2 separate regions of the Zea mays genome follow, and region 2 is linked to region 1. Evidence: chromatin contacts called from public Hi-C data. All regions are on one chromosome and are shown on one strand. Each heading gives the region's core, a stretch centred on a gene start, on an enhancer-like site or on the middle of the called end of the contact. The rest is flanking DNA. Distances are from core to core; before and after follow the strand shown. Region 1 holds the start of LOC100281844 (formiminotransferase-like). Region 2 holds the start of LOC103638165 (endoplasmic reticulum metallopeptidase 1).

Region 1 (6,365 bases), core at 1,346-3,845:
TTCTAGTCTACTTGAATGAGACGGGACATTAGGTTCATTGTTGAATTGGCTTGAGACATGGTTCCATTTCAATGCTGTTTCGTATGCCGTTGATGTTCTAGTCCATCTTGGCAAAGCTGTGAAGCCTTGTAGGCAATGCCCAGCTTTGAATGCTAATGGACTGATAACAAGTGTGTCTCTAACGGTTCTGCACCCCAATGAAATGGGGTTCAGATCAGTAGGGATGAGACATAGCAAGCTCATTACATGCCCAATCTAGAGACGGGACTTCTATATGTTTTGTCTTCAAGTGTTGAACCAGCGTCCAGTCACAACCACACTGGACTTACTAGTCCATCTTGGTAAAGCACGGAGCCTAGTGGGCAATGTCTATCGGTTCTGTGTTTCAATGAAATGGGGCTCAGATCAGTAGGAGTGAGACATCTGTTTACAGCAGTTGTGCATTTTTACTTGCAGTGTGTTAATGCATTTATCTGTTTGTCATCGGTAGTTCTGTCTGTTACGGTTATTAACCACATCATCCTGGCAATGTCTTGCTTTTGAATGCCAATGGACTAACAACATCGGCCTCTCTTAACGGTTCTGCACCTCTTTGAAAGGGGGGACACAGATCAGCGTGGATGAAATGAAACAACTGTTACTATGAACAATTGCTTTATTTTGGGGAAAAAAGTGCTAATGCCCCTCATCACCTTTGTCTGGCAGCTGAACTCTTCGTCAACGGTGAGATTGTTCAGAGGACTCCCGAGAGGCAGAGGAGGGTGGAGCCCGTGCCGCAGAGGGCAGCAGACAGGCCGAGGTACAATGACAGAACCCGCTACGCACGCAGGAGGGAGAACCAGCGATGAACTGTGCGATAAAATCATAAAAAAGACCACAGCAACAAGTCCCAGGTGGTTTCAGCTCTGGAATTCAAGGATCACCTAGTATCACCTGTATTAAATTGGCAATCTCACTTTACCTGCAGTCTAGAGTATCGTTTCTATGTGCTCAGCTTGGACGTATTGTATTCTGTAATTACAGCTACTTGGAGATTTGGAAGGACCTGGCTTGCAACGTAGTATAATCTCTAGTCTTTTTTCTTTGTGGCAATATATAATTGCTATGAATACCAGATTGAGATGGTTGCATACTGTTCGCAGCTCAACTTTTTTTTTTGTGCCATGGCTGACAACTGCTGGATTCCTAGATACACAGTAGTAGATTATTCCATTACCCTGCTTTCTGAACAATAAACAATCTATCACTGCCGAGAAGCCTCAGGCAGCTTGAGCGGCCTGCAAGTACAGCTCGACGACCTTCTCCCGCGAGAAGTCGGTGAAGTACCCCTGGCCGACGCCGACCCCGAGGCCGGCGGCGAGCCGGCTCACCCTCTCCTGCACCTGGTCGGCGCCCACCGCGTCCGGGTGAAGTAGGTTGCAGGCGACCTCGGTGGCGCCGTCGCCGTGCGCGAGCCCCATGGCCTGCACGCACGCGAGCCCGCCGCCGCGCTCGCTGACCGCGCGCGCGATGCGCCTCGCGACGCTGACGTCGGCCGTGGCCAGGGGCACGTTGTAGTTGTCCACCCACGGCGTGGCGCCCACCACCACCACGCCATTGGACGCGGACGACGTCCGGGGCCCGGCGTCCGGGGCCACCGGCAGCAGCGAGTCCGGCGCGCCGTGCCACTGCTCGCCGCCGGGGGAGGTCGGCGTGAAGTAGCCCAGCTGCCTCCTGATGGACGCCAGCGTCCTGCCGTCTCTGTGAGCTGCGCCGTACAGGTACGTCGGCACTGCTACGTACGTACGTTGGGATGCACGATGAGCACCAAGGCCAAATCCATCAGATCAGACTCTAATTATCATTTTTTTATAAAAAATTACCGGTTCCAGTAAATTCGCGTCTGGGAGGGATGAATGGTAACGGACCTTGAAGCCTGTCTCCGATGTCCGCCGCCACGGCCCTGGCGAGCGCGGTGACGTCCTCGAGGCGGGCGCTGGCCAGAGGGTGGAAGGCGATGTGGTCGACGACGCCGAGGCGCGGGTGCGCGCCGGCGTGGGCGTCCAGGTCGACGGCCTCGATCGCGGCCGCGACCACGCGGAACGCCGCGCAGCGCAGCGGCGGCGAGGCGGCGCCGCCCGCGAGGGGGGACACGAGCGTGTACCCGACCCGGTTGTAGGCGTCGTCGGCGAAGGTGTTGACGAGCACGGCCAACGGGCGGAGCGCCGCCGCCGCGTGCTCGATGGCACGCAACGCCCCCGAGTTGCGGGCCTCGGAGATGTAGAGTTTGCAGCACGCTAACGCGGGCGGCCTCAGCATCATCGCTTGCGCGCCCGAGGAACACGGGGCGACCAGGCGAGGCCCGCCCGAGGAACCGGGAGAATCGAGGACCTAGTGGGGTGGGGTCTGTCGGGGCTCACCTCTGTGCGCGCGCGAGAGGCGGGATGCGGGGGCGGCGGCGGAGGAGGACGCGGAGGAGAGGGAGCGGCGGACGAGCAGGAGCGCGAGGCGTGCGCCGGAGGGGAGCCGCATGGCGGTGGCGGCTTACTGGTGGGCTGCGTGTGGCCTCGCCGGCGCCACGCGTGCTCGCAGGTTAATAGAAGAGACACTGCGTCGAACGTTACGAACCAGTGGATGCCGTGCAGGTGTAAAATTCGATTGTAGACTATCTTTACATGGAGAAGGGATATAATCAATTTTTTTAAAAAAAGACGGAGGGACATATGAGGTCAATCCCCGGGGGACACCGTCAGGTCAGCGCGACGTCTGGCGACCGCCACCCCCACCCCGCGCCACGTGCCGAGGGCTTCGCCGGGACCTTCGCCACTCGCCGGTGACGAGCACACACCAGGTCAGCTGATGTTGCCTGCGCCCCTCTCTCCCCCGACGCCCCTCCTTCCCGCGCCCCTCCCTCCCCCGCCACCTCTTCCTCCACCTGGCTTGCAGGGGCTCTCGGGTACATTTCGAGACGGGTCGTTACGGCTGAGCACATCCCACGCACGCATAGCCCAGAAGCCGGCGTGCAGAGATTCTCAATCTCCCTGGACAAATCTGCAAAAGAGCAAGGCAGGGGAAAACCGGTGGAATAGAGAAGCGGGTCGGCCTGGTACGTGGAAACCTGAAGAGCATGGTTGGGCTGTGAAAGCGGATAACCTAGGGAAGGGGCTGCCAAGGAGTCTCGGCTCGGGCTCCATCTCCAGGGGTGGATTACAGCCCAGAAGGCCGGCAACAAGACGAACGAGGTAGGGTTTCCACCTGATCTTATTGGTGCTCGTTCCCCAAAACAGTTGTACGCCCTTCTTGCTTCGCTGTGGGCGCTGCCTACCCACAAGCGGGAGAGCTTCTCTGGGGGTGGCGATCCATCCCACTCCTCCCGCCCGACTTTGGTCCTCAGCCAGGAGGGGGAGGGGGTGAGCTCGCTGGTGAAACTGCAGAGAAGATGGAGCCCAAGCTGAAACCCACACAGTGGGATCGGTGGAACTCTAAGGCCTTGTTCGTTTCTGCTGGATTGGTGGGTCGGAACGATTCCGGACCGGATTGCTTCTCTAATTTATATAAACTTTGATTAGCTGGAACGATTCCGGGTGTAATCCGACGAAAACGAACAAGGCCTAAGGAGGCGAGGAACCCACCCAATGCTTGGGGGGAGACACCGCAATATGAGTTGGCGACTTCGACCCCCACATTTGAAATCTAAGGGAGAGGTGATCGGATCATCATCTGGTGACAGGAATACCCCAGGTAACCCTAATTCCCCGACTCTCCCTGGGATGCTGGAGGTAGAGGGAAGCTGTCCCCTGTTTTTGCCAAAAATGTGGAGATGAAGGTCATCATGCCAGAGATTGTTCTAGGGCTTTGTGGTGTGATATCTGCATGAAAGAGACCAATGTAACTGCGTAATGTGTGTGGCCAAGACTGAACAAACCTATTATGCCATTAGTGGGAATGGCAGCAGATGGTTTGGGGTTTTACTCTTCTCAGTTTGGAAAGAACATTTCCAAAAAACCAAAGAGGAGTCTGCTGGGATTAATCAAAATTGTGGAGGGTATGGTGTCTGCTGGTGATCTGGAGAGGGATTTTAGCTTCCATTTCCCATGGGGACGCCCCTGGAAAGCAGCTAAGTGTCATCTTGGTTTCCTGATGCAATTCCCATCACAGGACAGGCTTGATGAACTGACCAACTTTACTGAGTTGAAGATGAAGATTTCAGGGGTCAAGATTGTAGTAACTGCGTGGACTTCACAGGCTATGGCTAAATCCAGATTACACTCAGTTTGGATTAAGGCCGAAAATGTGCCTGAAGAATTGTTGAACTATCAAGCCATATGTGAGATGGGATCGGTTTTAGGAGCTGTGGAAGAAGTGGATCTGGCCTCTCTGAAATCTAATGACATGGTTAGATTTAAAGTGCATGTGAAGAGCATCGCGAGGATTCCACCTGTCATTGAGATAGGAGTCAAACATCTCTTATATGACATTTATTTTAAGGTGGAAAAGGTGGAAACTGAAGGATGGAATGAGGAAGAAGCTAGTTTGAGAAAGAGATCTTTTGTTGATTTACAACCGAACGAGTTTGGTTTGGGTGACAAGGGAGGGAAAAAACCCAAAAGTGATATCCAAGAAAGTGGGAAGGTCTCTCTGATTCCTGAAAATCAGAAAACATCTTCCTCTGAGTTTAAAGAAGCAATGATTTCTTCAGATCCTCATACCAATGAAAATGACAAATGCAATGAAGAGGGGGGAAATCTGGGGGATGAAAACAATGAGAAGGTAGACTTTGAAGATAGTGATGAAGGCCTCCTCAGTTCTCAGGAGCTTAACAACTTTGTGAAAGGAATGGGTGTGGAGATAGCAGATGAGCAGGAATTGGAGATGGATGAGGGTGAACTTCTTAAATTTCAAGATGAACAACAAACCGGTAAGGATAACAAAGGTAAAGCAAAGTTGGTAGATCAAGTTGAAGGCACAAGGAAAAGTAGCAGACTGGAGGCAAATGACGATATCAGGATTACGGACAAAGCCATCAACAGAGCTGAAGCGAAGGATGCCTTCTTGAACAAAGGTAACAACCCCAACCCCTTCTCCATCTTAAATTCTGAAAATAACTTGTTGATTGATATAGCTAAAAAACTTGGAGTGAATCTGGGAAAGATGATAATGAAAGATTAGATAACTTAGAAATGATCAAGTGCTTAGAAGAAGAACGTGCCAGGGCTATTATGCCACTTGTTAGTACTGATGATATTGATAATAAATTCGCTGGTAATCTAGTGGAGAATGAGGATCCTTCGATTATGGATAGAATTGTCCAAGAGATGATAGAGAGTGAATCGGAAGGAAAAAAACAAAACACCAAAGAAGAAGAAAAAAATACAGAAAGAGAAAAAATATTCTCTGAGAAAAAAAGGGTTCTCCAAAAATTAGATATACATCTAATAATAGGAGATACATGAAGCATCATCAATGGGACAATCTGAATGAAAGGAGTAATATGGAACTACCATGGGCTTGCCAAACCCGGGAAATTTGAGTTCATTCATGAACTCATAAACAAAGGAAAAGTTGATTTCATTAGTCTGCAAGAGACTAATAAGAGAGAATTTGGGCAGAACTGGTTACTGTCTTTAAGCGGTAATAAAATGTTTAAGTGGATCTCTTCTCCCCCTAACGGTAGATCAGGGGGTTTGCTGGTGGGTTTTAATTCAGACACTTTTGAAGTCTCTGACATTCAAATCAAGGACTTCATGATAGTGTGTGTGGTTCATCACAAGAATAAAAATATTTCTTGGACATTTGCTAATGTCTATGGGGCATCTCAAGCGGCTAATAAAGATAATTTCTTAAGCGAGTTAGCTGCCACTTGCTCCCACTGTAAAGGTCCCATTCTGCTAGGTGGTGACTTTAACATTTTGAGGAGTAGTGATGACAAAAATAAGCCTTATGTTGCCAATAGATGGACGCTTCTCTTTAATGCCATCATTGACCAGCACGGTTTGGTTGAGCTAGATCTAACCGATAGAAAGTTTACGTGGTCCAATAATAGAAATCCTCCCACTTTTGAAAAACTTGATAGATTTCTAGTGAGCCCTGATTGGGATTTAATATACAACAATGCTATGGTTAGAGGGCTGAACATATTTCTTTCAGACCATGTTCCTTTGATGTTAAGCACTGAGGATTCAAAAAAACATGTCGCTACTTTTAGATATGAGTTGCTCTGGCATAAAAAACCTGATTTTAGAGAGCTGGTTAGTAGAAGTTGGGAGCTACCAATAAGGAGTAAAGGAAGTCTTAACATCTGGAAAGAGAAAGTTAAGAGACTCAAAAAATGCCTTAAGGGTTGGAATTTCAATGAAGAAGGGAATAACAGGAGAAGGAGAGAAGAT
Region 2 (6,365 bases), core at 2,471-4,970, 200 kb before region 1:
CTGTTTTGTTAGTAAAAAAGAAGGATAAATCCTGGCGTTTTTGTGTGGATTTTCGACAGTTGAATGCCATTACAAAGAAGTCTATCTTTCCGGTGCCAGTCATTGAGGAGTTGCTGGATGAATTGGGCCATGCTTCATGTTTCACCAGTTTGGACCTCACAGCCGGTTATCATCAAATCCTCCTGCAACCAGATGATACACATAAAACTGCCTTTCAAACTCACTCCGGCCACTATGAATTTCGGGTTATGGCATTTGGATTGACTGGGGCACCAGCTACCTTTCAACGGGCTATGCATGCCACACTAGCGCCCTTATTGCGCCGCTGTGTCTTGGTATTCTTTGACGACATTCTAATTTACAGTGCCAATTTTGAAGAACATTGTCACCATGTGAGGTCGGTGCTGGAGTTGTTGCGCCGGGATCGTTGGCAGATCAAGCTTTCTAAGTGTGTTTTTGCCCAACCGGAATTATCGTATTTGGGACATGTTATATCAGCTGCAGGTGTTGGAACTGACCCTGAGAAGATCACAGCTGTTGCTCAATGGGCTTCCCCTAATAATCTCAAAGAATTGCGTAGTTTCCTTGGGCTGGCAGGGTACTACCGTCGTTTTGTCAAGCATTTCGGTATCCTGGCAAAACCGCTGACAGCACTGCTTAAAAAAGGGGTTTTGTTTGTATGGACGTCATCTCATGAGACTGCTTTCCAAGCTCTTAAGACAGCTCTTGTTTCAGCACCGGTGTTGGCACTACCGGATTTTTCACAACCTTTTTGTTTGGAGACTGATGCTAGTCAGGTTGGTATTGGTGCAGTACTGATGCAGTCCGGGCACCCTATAGCTTATCTGAGCAAAGCACTTGGTCCTAAGTCACAAGGCTTGTCCACTTATGAGAAAGAGTATCTCGCTATTATCACGGCTGTCGATCACTGGCGTCACTACCTCCAGTTGAAGGAATTTCAGATTTTCACTGATCACCGAAGTTTGGCTCAGTTGGATGAACAAAGACTTCACACTTCGTGGCAAAAGAAAATGTTCACCAAACTGTTAGGACTTCAATACCGGATTGTATTCAAAAAAGGGGTAGATAACAGTGCTGCTGACGCTCTTTCTAGGCACCCTGGAGTGGTGTCTTCTTGTCTGGCCTTATCTTCCTGTATACCAAAATGGGTGACTGATGTGGTTAATTCTTATGCACAAGATACAGTAGCTACAAATTTAATTGCCAAACTAGTCATTGATCCTTCTGCTGTGCCACATTATACTTGGCAGGATGGGTTGCTTCGCTATAAAAATCGTATATGGGTTGGTGCTTCGCCAGAATTACAGTCCAGATTGTTAACTGCATTTCATTCTTCAGCTATCGGAGGTCATTCAGGCATACCTGTTACTTATGCCCGTCTCAAGCAGATGTTTGCTTGGAAGGGAATGAAGGAGACTGTGCAGAAATTTGTCAGTCACTGCACTGTCTGTCAGCAGGCCAAAGCTGATCGCTCCAAGTTGCCAGGCCTGTTGCAACCCCTACCTGTTTCCACTTCTTTATGGCAGATGATTTCATTGGATTTTATTGAAGCCTTACCTCCATCTCAGACTTACACATGCATTCTGGTTGTCGTTGACACCTTCACCAAGTACGCCAATTTCCTGCCATTGCGACACCCGTTTACTGCACTCTTAGTGGCTCGATTGTTTCATGACCAAATTTATAAACATCACGGGCTGCCCCAGTCCATTGTCTCAGATCGTGACAAGATATTTCTTAGTCATCTCTGGCAGGAGCTCTTCCGTTTGGCGGATGTTCAGCTATGTATGAGTTCGGCGTACCACCCACAGTCTGATGGACAGACCGAGCGAGTTAATCAGTGTCTTGAAACTTTTCTTCGCTGTTTTGTCCATGCCTGTCCAACTCAATGGAGTCAATGGCTAGCTGTGGCTCAGTTTTGGTACAACTCCTCTCCTCATTCAGCTACTGGCATGTCTCCTTTTGAGGCTCTTTATGGGTGTCGTCCTCGCCACTTTGGTATTCCTGATGAAGTTAATGTGCACTCTACTGATCTTGCATCCTGGCTTCATGATCGGCAGTTGATGTCGTCCTTGGTTAGACAACATTTGGAGAGGGCTAAACTGCGTATGAAACGCCAAGCCGACAAGGGCCGCACCGAGAGACAATTTGCAGTTGGAGATTGGGTATTTCTGAAGTTACAGCCATATGTACAATCGTCGGTTGCTGCTCGGGCTCACCAAAAATTGGCCTTCAAGTTTTTCGGGCCCTTTCGTATTGAGCAGCGTCTCGGCACTGTCGCTTATAAATTGCAGCTGCCATCATCTTCAAGGATTCATCCTGTGTTTCATGTTTCTCAAATGAAGAAGGCACTTGGAGCTGGTCTGACTGTATCTCCCTCATTGCCAACTGAGGACTACGGTTTCAGCGTTCCTGAGAAGATTTTGCAGTACCGTACTGTGATGCGTGGTCAACATCCGTGTTCCCAGGTGCTGGTGCGTTGGTCCTACATGCCGGAGGCTTTGGCTACATGGGAGAATTTACAAGACTTGCGCCAGCAGTTTCCTAAAGCCGCTGTTTGGGGGCAATCAGCGTTTCCACCGGGAGGGAATGTTAGCAACACAGATCAAGAAGCCGGGCCAACTGCAGCAACCAAGGCCGACGCTGGAGCACGCACGTCTGGGAGAGTGAGGAGAAGGAATACTAGAGTTTGTGGGCCGTCCTGGGTTAATGGGCTGAGCGAAAGTAACTAGTATAAATACCTGAGAGCTGCCTGGAGAAGGGCATGTAAGAAATATACGATACTTGTCTTCTCTTCCAAGTTACAGCCGCCACGGCGTTCTAGCCGGCGTTCTCGCTTCTTCCTCTCTTCTGGATCCCTGTCCTATCCGAATATCCTTGCTGCTAACACGTGGCCCCCACTATATCGGGGACAAGTGCGCTTTTTTCTTGCTCCAACAGCTTGCAACTTGGTCAGTCGTCACCATGGATTAATAATTCACATAACTGACAACCTAACGCTGGTTTATCTAGTGCGCCAGGCTAGGATTAGCACACAATCTCGTCCATCCCCGTGATCCTCGGCATCGAGGAACGCCGAATTAGATCCAGAAAGCCGCAGTCCCGCCCCAGCAGCGAGAAGAATCGGTGAAGCCGGGACAAAAAAAAGTCCCACCTCCGAAGGAACAGATCCGCAACAAATTTTGTTGCTTGGACGGCAGTCCATCCATCCCAGCAGGCAGGATTTGGATTTGGGTGCGGTAGCTGAGGGACTAGCTGAGACCTCAGAGCAAGCAGAGTATAACAAAACAAGCAGACGAAGACCGAAGCGCACTCGATCGTAGAAAACCCATCCGGGAATTGAATTCCTTACCGGCAGACGAAGACGAAGGAACCAATCGAATGCGGGACGGGGACGGGGACGGGAACCGGGGAGTGTGTACGTAGGTATGCCCGCCCGGCCCGGCGCGATGGCCGATCCACCCACCGGAGGAGAGGACGAGGACGAGGACGAGGACGACGACTTGCTATATGAGAATTCCCCGTGATGGAGACCTGTGCACTGGAGTCTGGAGGAGAGTTGGGCAGCGAACGAGGCGACGCTAGGGTTCCGTGACGCGGTTGCGCTGGACGCGCGCGCGTGCTGGTCGTCGACTCGCCCCTCCCACCCGCCCGCCGAGGATGGAGAGCGCGGAGAAGACGGAGATGGCTGCCTGCCCGGACTCTATCCTTTCTAATTTCTATCTCTTCCTATGGTATGTATATATATATGGTACATTTTTGGAAAAAGTTTCGAGTCTACAATCTATTCGGGCTTTTTTGGTCACGAGCCTGGGCTGAAATCTCTTCGGGCTTGTTTGGCCTGGGCTGAAATTGTCTGGAAAAAGAAGAAAAAAACTGCATGTGGCCAGGCCCAGGACTAGGCTATCGAAATCGGGACGTAAAAAATGAAAGGGCAAACCAGACAGCATCCAAAAGGAAACCACCGGTTCAAATGATCGGGAGGATGTGATCATGTGAAGGGAAAGATGAACCATGCCCTGCCCCCCCTTCTTTCATTCACAATCACACCGCTGCAGGCCTTTGACCATGTCCCGTCCCCCCACGTCCGCTCCTTTTCAATTCAGGAGGCTCACGTGCGGTGCGGTGCGGCTCGCCTCTTTTCTTTTATTTATTGTTTTGTCCTTTTAGATCAGGAGCTCCTGTTTGTTATACTTATTTACCGCAGGTGTTAATTAATAAAACTAATTTTAGTAAAGGACACACTCCCTAACCCAATTCCACGAGCACTGCTCCCTGCGGCGCCGTCCGTCTCGCCACCCCGCCCTCACCACCACCAGGACGCGTCTCTCTAGGGTCGCAGTGACAGTCTCTATAAAATATATTAAAATGATATAGATGGGTTATAAAAACATGCCACAGTAACATAAAAAAGATAAAAATAGAGAGAATAAAAGGGATTGCTCACTAATAACTAGCTAAAAGCGGGTCGCTCACAAACTTCAACAAAGTAAATATGTCAAACATTAAATATATAGCATGCATTCTCATATGACTAGCCTTTTTGGTTGGATATATGTGACGTGATAATTTTATACAGCTCGGTGTAGACTATTATTGTTAAACTTTCTCTAAAATGATGATTATATTGTTAAACTTTCTCTAAAATGAACGAAGCATGTACTATATTAAAGGCAGGAGATAACGAGCGCATCAGAAGCGTCGCATCCGTGTTGAATTCGTGCGAGCAAAAACAAAGGGGGCATCTTTTTTCTGTTCTTCTCATTTCTTTTCCTATCATAAAAAAAAGATGTATTATTATTATAGCAGTAGAGAAAAGGAAGAGGGGCCTACGGCAGCACCAGATTTTGCATCAATCCAGATCCAGTAGCACAACAAAAGGTACCATACCACAGATGCTACACACCTACACTGCAGTAACAGATTCGCCATCAGATCTTACACAGCCTGGAAAGCACACAATACACTTGGATCATCTGATGCAGCGACGACAACGCCTGACGACTGGGCGGTTTTCATTCTCGGTCTGGGTACAACAAATACAAAGCATGGTCGGTACTACAACCATAGAAACAGAATGGAGTTCATTGCCCCCATTGATACATGAGGAAGGATCCTGCTCTTACATAGAGTTCTGTTCTTAATGCGATTCAGCGAAACAAATAGCTAGGATGAGGGCATCAATCACCGGGTGACGGTGGCTCGCTAGCAGCGAGCGCGATGCTGGGTGCGCGTCATGCGACAACGCCACCTACTGGCCGCGCACGAGCTTCGTTCTCAATCACCTGCAGAAACAATTGTGATTGCTGCTGTCATCAGAACACATCCAAGCACGATTGGGGAAGCACACAGAAGGACTGCGGGTTCCTAAGATGAGATCAGTATGAAACAACTCACATCTGGGCATCGGAATGGAGATGGAGAGCTGGGTCGTCGAGAAGGAGGTCCTACTGGACCTCGCGTCGTCCATCTCCGACCACGAGTCCCGCGTCCCAGGCCACTCGTCGAAGAAGGGCCTCAGCGGCTGGTTCTCCTGCTTCACGCTCCCCAGCAATCCACCAGCGCCGGCCCCGCCGCTGCTGAACGACGACTGGTGGCGCTCCTGGTCCTGTGACAGCGAGGCGATGGTGACCTGGCCGAGCACCTGCGGTGGTTCAATGTGGGAGTAGGAGTAGGCACCGGGCAGGAGGCCAGAGTCTCTGCCCTTGGACAGTGTAAACGGGGGCACGTTGGATGGCAGGGAGTGCCAAGAGTTATCTGCTGGAGAATCAATGGTGAAGCCCCTGGAGTTCCCTGGTGCTCCTGAGAAGAAGCTCAGCTCGCCAGCATCGGATTTAGCTCCAAGAGGGTACCTGCACAGTCAATTAGTTATGGATAGTATGTGACAATCACAAGTTGCCAACGAAAGTATTATGAACTGACAGAACACTTGTCAGCCTGGCACTATAGCTTTGGAGTCTATCTAGTGTCATATTTCTGCCTACAGGAACCGGCAAGACATGGTGGGTTTGTTTGGTATGAAGTGGAATAGATGTACAAGTGACAAATAAATAGCTATTAAAGTCAACTCGACAGAAAATCAAGCTCAGGATGCAAATTCAGGACATGAACTGCAATATTGTCTTGAAGTCATATCAATATTTGATGCGCAAATCCTTATAGAAATTCAAACCCACAAAAACAATGAATCCGAAAGAAACGGAGTACAAAATAGGGGGCCAATAAGAAAATCTGTTTGAAACACTAGTACAGACCTAAGTTGTGTAGCGGCATGGACATGGGCATCCGCCAGCCCAAGTTGTTCAGAGCATGCAAATATATAAAATTTTATAGACATCTAAGAT

Evidence for each region. Hi-C and Micro-C count contacts between places; a contact is called where the count stands out from the background.
Region 2: a contact with region 1 is called in a Hi-C map of ear, with 2.0 times the contacts expected there. The contact joins the promoter of LOC103638165 here to the promoter of LOC100281844 in region 1. A contact is called at or near these places in 4 of 25 Hi-C or Micro-C datasets (bundle sheath, ear, leaf and 1 more).

What each region holds. Positions count from the first base shown.
Region 1 is chr9:27,529,702-27,536,066 of Zm-B73-REFERENCE-NAM-5.0, reverse strand. It overlaps LOC100281844 (formiminotransferase-like), which reads right to left and starts at 2,595. Exons shown (of 2, transcript NM_001154764.2): 1 at 1,908-2,595; 2 at 1,165-1,771. The coding sequence starts at 2,301. The coding sequence ends at 1,260. It overlaps LOC100283838 (DAG protein), which reads left to right. Exons shown (of 4, transcript NM_001156736.1): 4 at 706-1,131. The coding sequence ends at 848.
Region 2 is chr9:27,728,398-27,734,762 of Zm-B73-REFERENCE-NAM-5.0, reverse strand. LOC103638165 (endoplasmic reticulum metallopeptidase 1) reads right to left here and starts at 3,720. Exons shown (of 14, transcript NM_001347987.1): 1 at 3,374-3,720. It overlaps LOC100125642, which reads right to left. Exons shown (of 5, transcript NM_001112573.1): 3 at 5,701-5,873; 4 at 5,419-5,623; 5 at 5,287-5,306. The coding sequence ends at 5,469.